Linked DNA regions of Bos taurus: region 2 is linked to region 1. Evidence: chromatin contacts called from public Hi-C data. All regions are on one chromosome and are shown on one strand. Each heading gives the region's core, a stretch centred on a gene start, on an enhancer-like site or on the middle of the called end of the contact. The rest is flanking DNA. Distances are from core to core; before and after follow the strand shown.

The links. Hi-C and Micro-C count contacts between places; a contact is called where the count stands out from the background.
Region 2: a contact with region 1 is called in a Hi-C map of an unstated tissue, with 8 times the contacts expected there. The contact joins two enhancer-like sites. A contact is called at or near these places in 3 of 11 Hi-C or Micro-C datasets (liver, skeletal muscle and an unstated tissue).

The regions. Positions count from the first base shown.
Region 1 is chr11:93,000,468-93,004,774 of ARS-UCD2.0, reverse strand. No RefSeq gene overlaps it. Among named protein-coding and RNA genes, the nearest start is that of TTLL11, 18 kb to the right of the region's middle. Within about 2 kb of position 1,929, at least 9 of the 102 cell types and tissues checked have an H3K27ac peak or open chromatin away from gene starts, as enhancers often do.
Region 2 is chr11:93,222,345-93,226,651 of ARS-UCD2.0, reverse strand. No RefSeq gene overlaps it. Among named protein-coding and RNA genes, the nearest start is that of PTGS1, 12 kb to the left of the region's middle. Within about 2 kb of position 1,966, at least 15 of the 102 cell types and tissues checked have an H3K27ac peak or open chromatin away from gene starts, as enhancers often do.

The sequences.
Region 1 (4,307 bases), core at 680-3,179:
TCCCACTAAGAAGTCTGAGCCCAAGCCTGGAAGGGAGGGGGGTGGTGCAAGGTGGTGGCCATGACTGCCCTGCTCTGCTGCCCCTCGGGGCATCCTGTCTGAGTCCTGGACGGGATCAGGCTCCGAAACAAGAGGGTCACGCAGCCCAAGGTCTGGAACTGCAGGACTGGGTCCCAGCTTTGAGGCCTCCTGGCCCTGCTTTTGCCCCACAACCCCTGCCCCTCTGAGATGGCCAGCTGGCAGATACCACCAAGAGGTGAGGCTCACATGATACATGGGGGGAACCCCACCCTCAGCAACCCCACCCACTCCAGCCACGCCCCTGACCCATCATTTGAAGGCTGATGTGCTGCACAAGAGTGGTATTTTGCTCCCAGAGACGCCTGGTGGCTCAGAGGGTAAAGCGTCTGCTTGCAATGCGGGAGACCCAGGTTCCATCCCTGGGTTGGGAAGATTCCCTGGAGAAGGAAATAGCAACCCAGGCAAGTATTCTTGCCTGGAGAATCCCATGGATGGAGGAGCCTGGTAGGCTACAGTCCACGGGGTCGTAAAGAGTCGGACACGACTGAGCGACTTCACTTTCTTTCTTTCTTTCATTGGTACAAGACATCCGTAGGGTCTCCAGGGACAGCTCTGAAGAGGCTAGGACTGCTACTGGCCAAAGATCAGCCCTTGAGGTCCTTGGCTGGGCAGCTGCCGGAGAGAAGATGTCCTTGTCTCTCGAGGAGTCTGGCTACGTACCCCAGGAGGTTGGCCTGAAGCCTCTGTCCTGGGCTGGCTGGCAGGGGTGGGCGGCTGCAGACAGACCCCTGCAGGATCTGGTGGGTTCATCTGCCTGCTGGAGCCGCTTCCTTGTGCAGCCCCCAAAACGAGGAGCTGCTGGGAGGCAGACCAGGAGACCAGGCAGAGAATTCAAGGTCATGTGGAAGGATGACCAGGGTTGGGGGAGCACAGAGCCTGCTGCTGCTGCTGCTGCTGCTAAGTTGCTTCAGTCGTGTCCGACTCTGTGCGACCCCATAGACTGCAGCCCACCAGGCTCCCCCGTCCCTAGGATTCTCCAGGCAAGAACACTGGAGTGGGTTGCCATTTCCTTCTCCAATGCATGAAAGTGAAAAGTGAAAGTGAAGTCGCTCAGTCGTGTCCGACTCCCAGCGACCCCATGGACTGCAGCCTACCAGGCTCCTCTGTCCGTGGGATTTTCCAGGCAAGAGTACTGGAGTGGGGTGCCATTGCCTTCTCCAGCACAGAGCCTAGAATGACGCATTTGTTTGCTGAGGAAAGGCCATTGGAGCTGGGCTTTGAGGGCCAAAAAGTGGCAGGAAGGCCAGTGGAAAAGCTGGAAAATGCCAAGACAAGAAGGGGAGAGGGGATAGCCTGTCTGGGGAGCCCTCTGTGGCCGCGGAGGATGGGTAGCCTGGGAGGCAGGCACTGCAGAAGGTCCTTGGTTCAGAGACCTGGGGATTATCTGAAAGGGTTGAGGACCCAGAGCAAGGGCAGGAAGAGAGGAACTGAGTTCAAGTGCATAGGACTTCATAACCCGACACTGCTAGTTCACAAGGTGTCGGGCGCATGGCAGCACTGTAGGAAGCTGTCTTATCCAGGAGGGCGTGGCCTCTGTTCTTAGCCAGGCCCGGCCCCCACAGCCTACGGGTCGCGGGGTGGTCCACCCTCCACCCAACATCAGAGATGCCGCCGGGGCCGGGACGACGGGAGTGGAACACGTTGGACAAAGTGGCCATTTTCCAATCCTTAGACTCGGGCAATTTCTGTTTCTGGTGGAACAGATGACAAAAAGCAAAAGTGGAAACACGAGAAACAGATGCTGCGGCAGAAAAAAGGCAGAAACAGACACGCCGAGCAAGGGAGAGATGAGTGGATAGGACCGCTGTAAAGCAGGCAGAGACAGAGGACAAAGAGAGATGTGGGAGGGGCAGCCGTGGGGACACACCCAAGGAGGGGGCGGAGCTGGGAACGGGAGGGGAAGGGAAGCCCTGCAGAGGCAGGGGAGCACGGGCTGTATCGCACCCCTGCCCCAGCGAAGCTGTGGACCACGCCTGGGATGCTGGCCCCAGGAGGGTCACGTCAAGACACTGCAGAGGGCCTCTGCTCCTGAGTGTCTTGGGGGCGACGGAGGCTGTCCTCTCCTGTCTGTAGTGCTGAGCCAGCCCTGCCCTTTCTCCACACCTCTTCCCCATGGGGGCTGTCTCTCCCCAGGACAGCCCTGCTGAGATTTGAAGATGCAGATAGCCATTGAGTTCCCCCAGTCTCTTACATTATGCATTTACTGACCTTGTGTGCGCTAAGTAAATGCATAATGTAAGAGACTGGGGGAACTCAATGGGGGATCTGACAGAATGTGGTCCACTGGAGAAGGGAATGGCAAACCACTTCAATATTCTTGCCTTGAGAACCCCATGAACAGTATGAAAAGGCAAAATGATAGGATACTGAAAGAGAAACTCCCCAGGTCAGTAGGTGCCCAATATGCTACTGGAGATCAGTGGAGAAATAACTCCAGAAAGAATGAAGGGATGGAGCCAAAGCAAAAAAAAAAAATACCGAGCTGTGGATGTGACTGGTGATAGAAGCAAGGTCCGATGCTGTAAAGGGCAGTATTGCATAGGAACCAGGAATGTCAGGTCCATGAATCAAGGCAAATTGGAAGTGGTCAAACAAGAGATGGCAAGAGTGAATGTTGACATTCTAGGAATCAGTGAACTGAAATGGACTGGAATGGGTGAATTTAACTCAGATGACCATTATATCTACTACTGCGGGCAGGAATCCCTCAGAAGAAATGGAGTGGCCATCATGGTCAACAAAAGAGTCCGAAATGAAGTACTTGGATGCCATCTCAAAAACGACAGAATGATCTCTGTTCGTTTCCAAGGCAAACCATTCGATATCACAGTAATCCAAGTCTATGCCCCAACCAGTAATGCTGAAGAAGCTGAAGTTGAACAGTTCTATCAGGACCTTTTAGAACTAACACCCAAAAAGGATGTCCTTTTCATTATAGGGAACTGGAATGCAAAAGTAGGAAGTCAAGAAACACCTGGAGTAACAGGCAAATTTGCCTTGGAATACGGAATGAAGCAGGGCAAAGACTAATAGAGTTTTGGCAAGAAAATGCACTGGTCATAACAAACACCCTCTTCCAACAACACAAGAGAAGACTCTATACATGGACATCACCAGATGGTCAACACCGAAATCAGATTGATTATATTCTTTGCAACCAAAGATGGAGAAGCTCTATACAGTCAGCAAAAACAAGACCAGGAGCTGACTATGGCTCAGACCATGAACGCCTTATTGCCAAATTCAGACTGAAATTGAAGAAAGTAGGGAAAACCACGAGACCATTCAGGTATGACCTAAATCAAATCCCTTATGATTATACAGTGGAAGTGAGAAATAGATTTAAGGGCCTAGATCTGATAGAGTGCCTGATGAACTATGGAATGAGATTCGTGACATTGTACAGGAGACAGGGATCAAGACCATCCCCGTGGAAAAGAAATGCAAAAGAGCAAAATGGCTGTCTGGGGAGGCCTTACAAATAGCTGTGAGAAGAAAAGAAGTGAAAAGCAAAGGAGAAAAGGAAAGATATAAACATCTGAATGCAGAGTTCCAAAGAATAGCAAGAAGAGATAAGAAAGCCTTCTTCAGCGATCAATGCAAAGAAACAGAGGAAAACAACAGAATGGGAAAGACTAGGGATCTCTTCAAGAAAATCAGAGATACCAAAGGAATATTTCATGCAAAGATGGGCTCGATAAAGGACAGAAATGGTATGGACCTAACAGAAGCAGAAGATATTAAGAAGAGATGGCAAGAATACACAGAAGAACTGTACAAAAAAGATCTTCACGACCCAGATAATAACGATGGTGTGATCACTGACCTAGAGCCAGACATCCTGGAATGTGAAGCCAAGTGGGCCTTAGAAAGCATCACTATGAACAAAGCTAGGGAAGGTGATGGCATTCCAGTTGAGCTATTCCAAATCCTGAAAGATGCTATGAAAGTGCTGCACTCAATATGCCAGCAAATTTGGAAAACTCAGCAGTGGCCACAGGACTGGAAAAGGGCAGTTTTCATTCCAATCCCAAAGAAAGTCAATGCCAAAGAATGCTCAAACTACCGTGCCGGGGACCAGCCCCGGCTGATCCAGGGTATTCGAAGGAGAGACGGCATAGGTGAAGATCAGGAAACAATTGCTTCATTAAACGTTAATTAAGGATATAAAGAGTAATAGAATGAGGATAGCTCAGTAGGAAATTCAGTGTAGAAAAGAGGCTGAA
Region 2 (4,307 bases), core at 717-3,216, 220 kb before region 1:
ACAGGGGAGCCTGGTGGGCTGCTGTCTATGGGGTCACACAGAGTCGGACACGACTGAAGTGACTTAGCAGCAGCAGCAACAGCAGCAGGGAGCAGAAGGCTCTGTGACTGGCTTCCCTGCCACATCCACCTGGCCCTCTTTCCACTCCTGGAAGGCCCTGCCTTCCTTTCCCTGCCTTATGGCTCAGTCCTTGCTCATCTCTGTATCTCTTTCCCTCTCTTGGTCATTATCTCTGTGTATGAGTGGCCTTGTTGCCTCTTCTCTATCTTGGACACGCTCTTCCTCTTTTACTCTCTCATGTGGTTAATCTTCTTGCTGACCCTCCTCTGTCACTATTTCTGGTACAATCAGCTTCATGTTCGATGCTCTGGCTGGGGAGTTAAGTTCTCCCTCCATCCCCTCTGCCTCTTTCTGATGGAGAAACCCACAGTCACCCAGGCACTGCCTGGGAACCTCTCCGGCTGCTGAGTCAGGCCTGAGGCCACCTGCACCTGCGCTGAATCTGCTTCCCTCAGAAGGAAGGAAAGCACAACTCTACACCTTAGAACCTAGAAGGGGCTTTCGGCCCATCTTCCCATTTTATGGATGGGGAAACTGAGCCCCGGAGGCTGCAGGGGCAAAGCCTAAGATCATTCAGAGACAACAGAGTGAAAACGAGGCCCTCCTGAGCTGGAGACCCCAGACTCTGAACCTACAGGAAGAAGGCAGGGAGGCCAGACTGGTGGGAGAACAGTTGTCTCCACCCTGGAAGCTGTCTCCAGGACCGAGAGAATTCTGTCCTTTCCCAAAGCATCTCAGAGCGGTGCCTCCGTCTGTCTGTCTAACTCTTAGCAAAGTGTATTCCCTGAGTGGGGTGGGGAAGAAAGGAGACAAGAGGCAACCTAGGTGCCCCTCTGGTGAGGGTCACTTACCGCTGACCGTGACCTTTCCCATCTCTTGAGGTCGGGACCCAGCCCGGCACAAAAGCACAATTCTGAAAGCACGGCAGGGAAGGCGTCACGGGCCCAGGGGAAAGGAGGAAGCCGGGCTTTGGCCTCCAGCAACAGAGCCGCAGCCTGTGAGGGTCAGTGCGGGGGTTTCAGCCAGACAGAATCTAGAATCCAGCCACTGAGGCACAGCTCCCCCAAACCACCCTGGTCCCAGGGAAGGGTGAGCATGCAGGCCCAGCACCAGGAGGATATTCCTCCCTGCCCCCACACCCCTACACACCTCCTCTGGCCTCCTGGTCAGCCCAGGCTCCAGCAGGAACCAAGCCACGGCCAGCCAGCGAGACGGCCCTGCCCCAGCCCAGAAGGCAGGCCCCAGCTCTCTCCTCCTTGGCTGGGACTGGCTGCACCTGTAACTACTCTGAGATGCTCTCTCAGCACCTCTGAGTTCCTGGGCAGGCGCCGGCCCGCCTTCCTCGGAATTCTAGGCTGTCTGAAAATAGCAAGAAGAGAGGACTGTGGTCTGTGTAGTGGGCAGAGAGAAGCTGGGACAGGGCAGAATGGGGGCAGGGTGAGATTCTAGGCACAGGCACAGACGCCACCAGGACTGGTGCTGACCTGATCTCAAGTACCCTCCACCCCCTCCCATAAGCCCCAGCTTCCTGCTTTTCTGTAGAAAGGGCCCAGCCCTTTCCACTGAACAGATCCGGAGACCCAGAGGGGGAAGCAGGGGGCCCCGAAGACACAGAGCAGAAGCTGGGGCTCCTGGTCCTCAGACTCCCGCTCCGTCCTCAGCAAGCTCTTGGGGTGGAGTTCGGGTTGGGCTCTAGCTGCCTCATCTGCACAAGAGGCCCAGTTCAGGAGGTTCTCTCCCCACCTGAACTGTTGCAACCCCAGGAGAGCCCTGGTCCTCAGAACCCACAGCGGAGCCTGTCTAGCTCCCTCCCAGAGGCCCTGGGAAGGCAGGTCCCCTCCCTCCCTCTGCCTTTGCCTGGGCTGGCTCTTCCTTCCTCTTTTCCCCAGCACCCCTCTCCCCACCCCCACCCTGGGCCCCACAGAGCTGGGGAGGAGGGGAAACAGAGGGCGAATCTGAGGCCCTGCTGAGCCTCAGGGCAGGCCAGGTCCCCAGGGGTGAGCTCACTGAGCTGACCTCATGCACTCCCACCCACCAGGCAGTCTGCATCTTGGAAGGTCCTGGGGACAGTGGGACTCTGAAGTCAGCTTCCCCAGCTCCCCGCTGGCCCTACCATCTCGGGATCTCGTGACACGAATTGTTTCCTCTGCCCGATGGGCCTCTTGCAGGTGGACCAGCTGCCACCACCTTCCCTGGAAGTAAGTTTGTTTCAAGAGGCTACAAGGGCCACTTCCACCAGGAAGCATGAGTCCTGCCTCTGTTCTTACTGGGTGGGGGACCCGTGTGGCTGCCCTGTGTATCTCTTCCTTTGGTTGATCTCTGTCGGTATCCTTTCCCTGTAAGAAACCACAACTGTGAGTATCAGAGCCTTCGGTGAGTTGTGTGAGTCTTTGTAGTGAATGACCAGACCTGAGGGCACCGCCCAGACTTGCTGTTGGTGTCAGAAGTGAGGCAGCCTCGTGTGCAGACTGTGCCCTCTGACCTTGTAATTGGCCCCAGCTTCCTGCAGCTTCGACCACTGACTCCTCACCATAGCCCTCTGACGGAGGTCCTGTCATCATGGAGGCTGTTTTACAGACTGGGGAACTAAGTCGCCTGATCAAGGGTGCACAGTTGGCAAATGAGAAGCAGGTGAGATTTGAGAGCTGGCAGCCAAGCCCCGGTGGCTCAGTCATAAAGAATCTGTCTGCAGTGCAGGAGACCGGGGCTCGTTCCCTGGGTTGGGAAGATCCCCTGGAGAGGGGAATGGAAACCCACTCCAGTATTCTTGCCTGGAGAATTTCATGGACAGAGGAGCCTGGTAGGCTACAGTTCATGTGGTCAAAAGAGTTGGACACAACTGAGCCACTAATACACACACAGCACCAAGCCCTGGTGGCTCAGTCAGTAAAGAATCTGCCTGCAATGTAGGAGATCAGGGTTTGATCCCTGGCTGGGGAAGATCCCCTGGAAAAGGAAATGGCAACCTGCTCCAGTATTCTTGCCTGGGAAATTCCATGGACAGAGAAGCCTGGAGGGCTACAGTCCATGGAGTCACAAAGAATCGGACACGACTTAGAGACTAAACAATAATGACAAATTCCAGCATTAATGATCCTGGAGTCCCGAAGAGGTTAATGTCCCCGAACAGGGCTGACCCTGCCCCATGACACAGGGTCCCTTGTACAGACCAGGACTGCTGCTAGATCCAGAGCCAAGGTGGCCCCTGCCCCTACCTCAGAGTTGCCACCAGGTGGCAGCAGAGGCCGTCTTTTTCCAGGAAGTCTGTCTAGCAGAGGAAGAGGTGAACCTCTCTGCTGGGGATGATGACCCACTGGGGAGACCTGGGGAAACGGGCCTGGGGCCTCATCCAGCGGGCTATGAACCTGAATTCCTGCAGGTACAGAGTCAAACAGCCCTGATCTAGGAGGCAGGAATCCTGGGTTCTAATACCGCCTGTGACCCACACCTGCTCCTCTCTGAGGCTCAGGTTTCTCGTCTATAAAGAGCCCAAACCCTTCATGAGAGCCAGAAGCTGGCAGAGGCACTTCTAACCTCCTCTCTGGCTTTCTACCCCTAATAGATGAGGCTCTCAAATATATCTGCAGAGACAACACCTTTTTTTTTTTTTTTAACAAAATCCTAAGTGCTCTTCACCCATCCCATGTACAGAGGAGAGATTTATACTGACCTGCTCTAGTTAGGGTGGAGGTTGGGGACCCTTACCAAATCACACAGAGGACCATCCAGGCCCCTCACCCTGGCAATCGAGGCCCCACGCTCCCTCCCCCTCTGGTGTCTTCTTTCACTACTCTGCTCTTTCCCCTCTATTCTGTGGGATCCTACTGTGTGAAGGATCAGGACTGGCTACATAATTTGCAGGGGCCAGTGCAAAATGAAACAGTGGGCCCCTCGTTCAAAAATTGTTTAAAACTTCACAACAGTGACAGAAGAGCATTAAACCAAGCACATCCACGGAGCCATTCGTGAAGTCTGTGCACAGTGAAAGGTGTCTGAAATCCAGCCAGCCAGTGCCCAAATGGGGGCTTTGTCTGCAAGAAGATAGTCACCTTTTTCTTCACTCAAGGGTACTTTCTGCTGTCAAGTTGGAGTCCAGCAAGGCCGCATCCTCCCAGAAGGGAGCGCCTTTCCCAAAGTCACACAAAGGTACCGTATTGGCCAGTAGCCACTCTGCCCAAATCCTCTGAGATTCATGACCCTGGCATGTGAAATGTGCTCCTGGACTGCTTGTTGAATGAGAGAAGGGA